3 separate regions of the Mus musculus genome follow, and regions 2 and 3 are each linked to region 1. Evidence: chromatin contacts called from public HiChIP or PLAC-seq and promoter capture Hi-C data. All regions are on one chromosome and are shown on one strand. The core of a region is the stretch at or near the end of the contact, and the rest is flanking DNA. Distances in the headings are between cores, read along the strand shown.

Region 1 (2,700 bases), core at 148-2,647:
GTGTAATTTCTGGGGTCTCAACCTGCAGTATGTTTTCTAGACAAGTCAAGCAAGGGGAGGCCTCAGTTTCCTGCCTGTGGCTGTCCCTACGTATGCCAGTATCCTGAGTCTGCCATATGGGGAGGAACTCTCAGTCATGATTCCAGATACTTCTACAGTTAACTAGTTCTCCATCCTGCATGGGGCAGGACCTGGAAGACCCACTTCCACTCAACAACCATGTGCAGGGCAGCCAGAGAAAATAAAGCTGTGGAAGAAAGACATTAAAGACATAAGCCTCTGGGACCTGCCAGTGTTATATGGAGAGGACAGACAGCATGTGGGACCTCATGTCACAGATGGGGCCACTGGGTACTGTAAGCCGGGATTATTCACTCACTGCCACAAAGCCCAAGCATTGTGATCACAGACATAAAACCAGGCCCTGGTGTTACAAGCAACCAAGCTACTGTAAGGGCTCTAGGATGACCTACATATGACTGTCTGCTCTGGCATGCCTCACCGGGCCAGTCATAGTAGGGAGGCAACCCTCTAGGAGCTGAAGAGTTCAAAGAATGTAGGGTTGAGGGAGGTGGCTCAGCAGGTAAAGGCACTTGCTACCAAGTTTGAAAATCCGATTTGGATCAGGGGACCAGCATGGTAGGAGAGGACTGACTTCAGGAAGCTGTCCTCTGCGTGGGCGCACACACGTGAAAAAAAGGAAATAGCTCAGTGACAGAGGACCGCAGAGGTAAACCCGGGCAGCAGGAGAGGATTCGAAAAACTGCAAGGGCTCCCAGGGGAGCAGGGTCTGCTCAAGCTGCACCCTCAGCAAGAGGGTGCTTCAGCAAGAGGGCTTCATCGTGGGGGTGATGAGGAACCATAAAGGAGTCCTGGGCTGCAGAAAGGAAGCCTGCAGTGGGCCCCCGCTGGCAGGAAGACGCCAGGTGAGTGGCAAAGGTGGCCGGTGAATGTCAGCAGACAGATGTAGACAGAGAGGGTGTGGGACAGTGGCCTGGGTCTGCGGCTGGCCCGGGCGTTTCTTGGGGACACAGCCGTGTCCTGAGGAGGTTAAGCGACTGCTCCAGGATCGCTGCACTGGGACATGGGGATGCCAGGGACACGGTGGGTGCGCTGGTCTCACAGCCATCCCCGGAGAGCGCAGGGAGGTCTCGGACGCAGGGCCCCCGCTCGATTCGGCCCCACACCATAAACCGCCGCAGCCCGCGCGCGCCCGCCCGCCTGCACTCACCGCCGCCCGCGCCCGCCGGCCCGGGGGCCGCACTCCATGGCTCCCGGCCGCCCGCCCGTGCGTCCGTCTGTCTGTCCCCCGGGGACCCCGACCCAGCCTCCTGCACCGCCACCACCGCAGCTCCGCCGCGGGCGGAAGTGAGCTTGACCTAACACCGCCCCCGGAAGTGATGCGAGGCGAATGCGCAAGCGAGGAGGCCTCTGGCTGTTTATGGGGGCGGAGCAAAGCGACCGCGAAGCGGATTGGGTAGGTTGTTGTGAGGGCGGTACATGTGCTGGAGGTGGGGCCATGAGAAGGAGGAGTCGGATTTCTGGGCGGGGCTCAAGATGGAAGGCGGGACTTGGTTATGCGGGCGGGGCTTTATATGGGGGCGGGGCCTCAATAGAAGTGAAGGTGAATGGTCTGAAGAAGCTTGGCTGGCGACAAGGTGCCCGGTGAAGAGCGGTCTGGGGGCGGGGCCTGGAATAAAGGCGGAACCGAATGGTCTGGGGGCAGGACCTGGATAGGGTGTGACTTTGACCGGAGTAGGGCTGCGTTCAGAGGATGGGATTTGCATTCCCAGTTGATTGGTTAAATTATCCTTGCCTTCCCCCTCCACCCCATCTGCTCATCCCCTCCGTGAATTCCTGGAAGAGGCAATAAAATGAGTTTCTCTCAGGATCTCAAGACAGGAGCTGGAGAGGTGTTCACCCTTTAAGAACACTACACATCCCAGGACCCACAAGGTGGTTCTCAACCACCTGTAACTCCATTTCCAGGAGAATCTACTCCCATTTCAGGCTTCTTCAGATACCCGACAGACACATAGGCAAAACACCTTTACAACCCAATTTTTTTTATTTTATGTTTATTTATTTATTATATGTAAGTACACTGTAACTGTGTTCAGATACTCCAGAAGAGGGCGTCAGATCTCGTTGTGGATGGTTGTGAGCCACAATATGGTTGCTGGGATTTGAACTCAGAACCTTCGGAAGAGCAGTCGATGCTCTTACCCGCTGAATCATCTCACCAGCACCCTACAACCCAATTTTATTTGTCTGTGTATTTACATTACTGCGCCATGGAGCGCCTGTGGAGGTCAGAAAACAGTTTGTGGGAATCCTCTCTGTTCTACCGAGTGAGTCCCTGAGATTAAACTCAGGTTTTCTGGCAAGAGTCTTTTACCCACTGAGCCATCTCACTGGCCCTCGTTTTGAGTTGAGTGTAGGGGGCAGAGGGTGTTCTTTATCTGTTTATTTTATATGTATGTGTGCTTTGCACTCATGTGTGTGCACAACAAATGTACCCAGGGAGGGGGTGTCAAATTCCCAAGAACTAGAGTTATGGGCAGTTGGGTTGCTGGTGAGCCACTACATGGGTTCTGGGAACCAAACCCAGGTTCTTCACAAAAGCAGTAAATGTTCTTTGTTTCTTGTAGTCTTTCTCTTTGTATCCTTGGTTGTCCTGGAACTCATTCTAGTCCAGGG
Region 2 (2,700 bases), core at 28-2,527, 130 kb before region 1:
TGCCTCAGCCTCTGAGTACTGAGATAACAGGGCGCACGGTTGCACCTGGTGCTAATGGTGGGGAAGGGGTTTGTAGTTACTCAGTTCAGAGATCTCATTTACAAAATAATCCAGACGTGCCACGTGGTGTATAGCAGGTTCTCTTCTGAGCTGGGCCCAACAAACAAGCTGACTCAGCATTCTAGACCTGGAGACACCGGTCTCCTTCACTTTTAACCCTTGGACCCTCTTCAGGGACATGGGTCTGTTATACAAAGATGTGGGAAGGCCTGGACTAGGGTCAGTGCAGTCGGTGTATGCCAAACTAGCAGCCTCCTGCCAAGGCACAGGGCATGGGGACTGTCCCCTTTCACATGACTGAACATGAAGCTTGACCAGGGCAAGCTAGGTAGGCTTGGGATCCAGTTCTGTCTGGTTCTGAGGACTGAGCTTGCCCTAGACAGACCCAGGGTAAGTCCCAGGCTTTCAAGTCCCAGGACAAACATATCCCACTGGGAGCTGCATTCCTCTATCCCTACATCCTGTCAGAGTGGAGTCTCTGAGGCTTCTTTTGGGTGATCAGAGAGGTTGGGGTAGAGACTGGGAGCAACCCAGCATGCTGACAGGGCTGTGTTCTCTGAGTGGTGGCAATTCCCAGAGGATCACAGATCACAGAGACAGAAATATCCGCAGGTGGGGAGAACCTGAGGCCAGTGCTGCGTGGCCCGTCCCAGTGGTACTCCACCTCGGCCACAGCAGATCAGTAGCTGGTCAGGCAAATGTGCTGTGGCCAGATCAACTGCAGGCTGCCCACACAGGGTGTCTGGCTTCTGAGAGTTCTGGAAGGTTCTCCCGGCTTCTCCCTCCCTCCCCCCTTCACTGTGTATCTTTCTGGCTCATTTTTTCCCCTCTTTCCTGTCTTTTGTTGTTTTGGTTTGCAGAGGCATGGGCTCACTCTGTAGCCCAGAATGGCCTTGGAACTCACAGCAATTCCCCTGCATTAGCCTTCCAAATACTGAGGTTTCAGGTATTCAGCACTGCTCAGGGACCAGCCGAGTCTGTCTTCTTCCTTGTGCTTCTTGGACCCTGAAGGAGAAGCTGAGATCTCTAGAAAATTCCTCCCGAGGGCTGAGGCTCAGGAGGTGAGGGACCCCCCTGGCAGGCAGGAAGCCCCGAAGCTGAGGGAAATGAAGGCCCCTGTGGTAGGGGTTCTTCCGGGTTCGCATCCATGAAGACCCATCTGTTACCTCATGGTCTTGGCTTCCCGGGAATCCCTGCTCTGTGGTTTTGGCTGCACCAGTCTGTGGTCTGAGGAACCCACAGTGAAGTAGATGGCCATCTAGAGAGACCGGGGCTAACAGGAGACTCTGCCTGGAGCGAGGGGTGAGGCTCTATAGAACTGCTGATAGAACAGTGTGTCCAGGGGGATCCTTTGGACTGAACCCCAATGTATCTCATTGAGCAAAACCCATGAGGCCAGAGAGTCCAGTCAAAGCCCCAAGGGGCACGCTTGCAAGTAAGTGCTGTCTCCGTTTGATTTTATTTTGTGAGAATGTTCATGTGAATGGAAGCCAGAGGTGATGTCATGAGTGTTTCTGTTGCTCCTAGTTTTGAGTTTTTTACTATAAAAATTACATTTATTTATTGTGTTTTGTGTGTGTGTGTGTGTGTGTGTGTGTGTGTGTGTGTGAGAGAGAGAGAGAGAGAGAGAGAGAGATGAAAGGGTAGTTTGCCCATGGTTGGTGCTCTCCTTCAGTCTTGGAGTCTTGGGGATTGAACTCAGGTGGCCAGGATTGGCTGCAAGCCCCTGCTGTGCCCTCTTGCCACCCCTTCCTTGCTTTTGAAGACATAATGCTTCACTGAAGCTGGGGATCCCATGAGGTTGAGCTGTCTGGTGGGTGCTCAGCATGAGGCCTGGAACCCAGGTCTTCACCATGGTGACTGACACCTTGTCTGTCCTTTGAGCCCTCACCCCTCTCAGATACACTCACGCAGCCTCCAGTTTGCCATCCCCCATCACAAGTCACCAGGGCACTTGCTGACAAACCACCCTGAGTACATCTGAAAAATAGATTTGCTTTTATTTTTGATTTTTTAAGGGGTTAGTCACATAGGGCAGTCTGGAACCAACCAGGCTAGACCCCAACTCACAGCCACTGTCCTGCCTCCACCTCCCAAGTGGCTAGAATTACAGGCACGTTGTAGCCCTCCAAGCCCAGATTTTGTTTTTGAGACAGCGCTAACCCTGTAGTTCAGTCTATCCTAGAATACAAGATCTTCCTGCATCAGCCTTCAAATGCTGAGGTGACAGGTGTGTGCTCCACACGTGACTGAAAATGTCTGTTTTAAAGCAACATAGAGCTTGAACTTGCTTGCAGTGAAATATCAGGTTGGATCCTTGGTTCCAAAAAGCAGAGCTCCTACTAGTGGGGTGACAGACTCTGCTGCTCTGTGACAGCCATCACATCGGGGCCCATTTCTGCTTATCACAGGCACTTGGAGCCTCCAGAGCACATGGCAGAGGACCTAGGGTCTCTTCCCATCATCCTCAGTGGAGGTCAGGGGTAAAATAATCTGGGTCGATTGTTTCACAGACATAGACAGAAATATGAGGAAAAGTGGATGGATGGATGGATGGATAGATGGATGGATGGATGGATGGATGGATAGGTGGATAGATGAGTGGGTGGATGGGTAGATGGATGGGTGGGTAGGTGGATA
Region 3 (2,816 bases), core at 233-2,732, 240 kb after region 1:
AATTCTGATCTTTGTATCACACTGTAGTTTGCTCACAAAAAAAGAGAATTAGAGGGGGCTGGAGAGATGGCTCAGAGATTAAGAGTACTGACTGCTCTTCCAAAGGTCCTGAGTTCAATTTCCAGCAACCACGTGGTGGCTCACAACCATCTATAATGGGATCTCACACCCTCTTCTGGTCTGTGTCTGAAGACCAGAAACAACAACAGTGTACTCATATAAATAAAATAAGTAAATCTTGAGAGAGAGAGAGAGAGAGAGAGAGAGAGAGAGAGAGAGAGAGAGAGAGAGAGAGAGAGAGAGAGAGAGAGAGAGAGAAAGAGCAGGGTGTGGTGCCACAGGCCTTTAATCCCAACACTCAGCTGGCAGAGTCAGGCAGATCTCTGAGTTTGAGGGTAGCTTAGTTTATAGAGTAAGTTCCAGGACATCCAGGGCTACACAGAAAAGCCCTGTCTCAAAAACAAAACATACAAAACAAAACAAAACAACAACAACAAAAAACCCATAAAGAGAAAAAGAATACGAAATTCTTTAAGAATAAATTGTAAGCAGGGCAGTGATGGCGCACGCCTTTGATCCCAGCACTTGGGAGGCAGAGGCAGGCAAACAGAGAAACCCTGTCTCAAAAAACAAAAATCAAAATACAACAACAAAAAAGCGGCGGCGGCGGGGGAGGGGGGGTTGGGATGAAGGAAACCTTCAAGCTGAGTCTATGAGAAAAGTTGTTTAAATTCCAATTTGACATAAAATACTTCTCTAGATTGGGATACTTAACTTTTGACAGATTTTCTTTTAAATAGCAAGTTGCTTTTAAAACAAAGAGTCCCAATCTATTACCCATTATTACAAGGTCATTAGAATAATTTTGCCGCGTGGGGGATGGGCACCAAGCAAACCGCCTAGGTCAGCCTCAGGTACCCTTGACAGTTATGTCCTGACAGTCTTCCCGGAGCGGGGCGTCCCATGAGTGGGACCATAATGGTTAAGATGGAAAGGATGACAGATGACAAAACTGAAGGGCCACAGGTACTAGAGGAGGCGCAGAGTCCTAGCCTTGAGGCCTGGGCTAGATGGGGGTTTACGTCCTGGAGGCGACTACAGAAGCCCCGCCTCCGCCTCACGTCATAAAGCCTCGAGGGCGGGCTTGTCAGAACTCCAACCAATCCTCAAAGGGGCCAATACGTCCGTTTTTCTACATTGACCGATCAGAGCCTTGTAGGGGCGGGACGCGTCTGGCTTTTCTGTCTTCCCTCCCACAGAGTGACGCAAACACGCGGGGCCGGGATTCTCCTATCGCCAACTAATCATCAACGGAAACCTTCTGTCTGTCTTTTTACTCTCGCCAATCAGAAGCCGGAGTAGGTGGGACGCATTTGGTTTTTCCTTGGGCTGCCACTGTGGCCCCACCCCGTTCCTCCGTCGCCTCACACTGCTGCGTTTACGCCTGCGTGTGGGGGCGTGGCCTGCCGTGACGACGCATATAAAAGTGGGCGTCGGCGCCGGCGCCATTTTGCGAACGGCGAGCAGCGGCGGCGGCGCGGGAAGTGCAGCGGAGGTTTTTGCTGGTTTCGGACCCCAGCGGCCGGATGGTGAAATCCTCCCTGCAGCGGATCCTCAACAGCCACTGCTTCGCCAGAGAGAAGGAAGGGGACAAACGCAGCGCCACGCTTCACGCCAGCCGCACCATGCCGCTTCTTAGTCAGCACAGCCGCGGCGGCTGCAGCAGCGAGAGGTGAGAGCCCTGCCCCCGCCGCCGCGAACCTTCCAGAAACAGCGTCCGCGTAGGCCCCAGAGGGCAGCGCAGGACGCGCAGGCCCGGAGCGGGGTCGGCCTCCGGCGCCAGATAAGTCTCGGCAGCGCGAGATCCGCCCCTTTGTGGCGGCCACAATCGCGCAGGGGGCGGGGCGGGGCGGGGCGGGGCCTGTGGAGCGGGTCGCGGACTCGGATTTGGGATTCGAGTGGAATTAGGGAGTCTCAGGTTGAGGAATAGGGTTTGGTTTGATTGGAGGACCGGGAACATTTCGCGAAAATGTAGGATTCGATTTTGGGTTCGAATCGGATTCGGGGGTTGTGAGTTGAGCCTAAGATTTGGGGAGGGATCTGAGAAGAGATTGGAGACTCGAATTTGGGGTCTGCCTCTCGGATATGTGAGCTAGTTCTAATGTCAGGTGGCGAAGTGTTTGTGGTTACCTGTAGGGCGTTTGGGTAATAAATCGTATGCTATGTAGAGGTGGGGCTCGTCCCGGTGTTTGGAGTTCTTTGCAGAATACTGGGATTTTGGGTGCTGTTGGGGAGGAATCCTATTATATTCTTGGGTACATGTTGAGGACTCATTTCTTGGTGGGAGAGTATGGGATCAGATTTGGGGTGTTGAGAAAGAAGCTTGTGTCGGTTTAGGAAGTCACAGGTGGGGAAGCTGGGATGAGGTTTAGGTTGGATTTAGTGATTGCGTGTTGAGGGCTCTAATACTTTGGAGGGATTTGGGTCAGAATTAGGACCTTGGAAGTGGTCAGGCTTGGGGGCTCACAGAGCTATGTTGGAGGACATGGAGGTGGTGTGGTGTGGTGAGTATGATGTGAGGTGACCTTAATCCCTGGTCCACTTGGCAGTTAAAAGTCTGCAGTGGGTGGGATGGAGGGTATCACTTGAAGGGTTCAGAATGGGGACTGGTTTGGGAAGGGCGTCGATATAGGTGGTAGGAACTTTGGATATAGGCTGTGCAGACACCTATAGAGTGGCAGTAGGGAAGAGAGGAGACTTGGGGTTGTCTGACTCTAGAGCATGAGTAGTTAGTGAGGTAGAACTTTGGGGTCACT

The links. HiChIP or PLAC-seq counts read pairs in DNA pulled down with a chosen protein or histone mark. Capture Hi-C pulls out chosen DNA fragments and counts their contacts.
Region 2: an HNF4G HiChIP or PLAC-seq map of pancreatic cancer cells shows a contact between it and region 1. The contact joins the enhancer-like site here to the promoter of Abhd17a in region 1. A contact is called at or near these places in 6 of 39 promoter capture datasets (cranial neural crest, frontonasal cranial neural crest, hematopoietic stem and progenitor cells and 3 more), 2 of 484 Hi-C or Micro-C datasets (Th1 cells and embryonic fibroblasts), 10 of 115 datasets of contacts at active chromatin or transcription factors (the 230-238 cell line, effector CD8 T cells, embryonic forebrain and 3 more) and 1 of 9 other capture datasets (pancreatic islet).
Region 3: a promoter capture Hi-C map of adipose tissue shows a contact between it and region 1. The contact joins the promoter of Oaz1 here to the promoter of Abhd17a in region 1. A contact is called at or near these places in 11 of 39 promoter capture datasets (the 3T3-L1 cell line, 3T3-L1-derived adipocytes, the C10 cell line and 7 more), 1 of 484 Hi-C or Micro-C datasets (uterus), 2 of 115 datasets of contacts at active chromatin or transcription factors (epiblast stem cells and regulatory T cells) and 3 of 9 other capture datasets (adipose tissue, liver and pancreatic islet).

The regions. Positions count from the first base shown.
Region 1 is chr10:80,588,944-80,591,643 of GRCm38.p6, forward strand. It overlaps Abhd17a (abhydrolase domain containing 17A), which reads right to left and starts at 1,398. Exons shown (of 5, transcript NM_145421.2): 1 at 1,232-1,398.
Region 2 is chr10:80,460,279-80,462,978 of GRCm38.p6, forward strand. No RefSeq gene overlaps it. Among named protein-coding and RNA genes, the nearest start is that of Gm40716, 14 kb to the right of the region's middle. Within about 2 kb of position 1,278, at least 11 of the 459 cell types and tissues checked have an H3K27ac peak or open chromatin away from gene starts, as enhancers often do. A contact at or near this core is called in embryonic fibroblasts and pancreatic cancer cells, where this site is marked.
Region 3 is chr10:80,825,174-80,827,989 of GRCm38.p6, forward strand. It overlaps Oaz1 (ornithine decarboxylase antizyme 1), which reads left to right and starts at 1,483. Exons shown (of 5, transcript NM_008753.4): 1 at 1,483-1,732. The coding sequence starts at 1,587.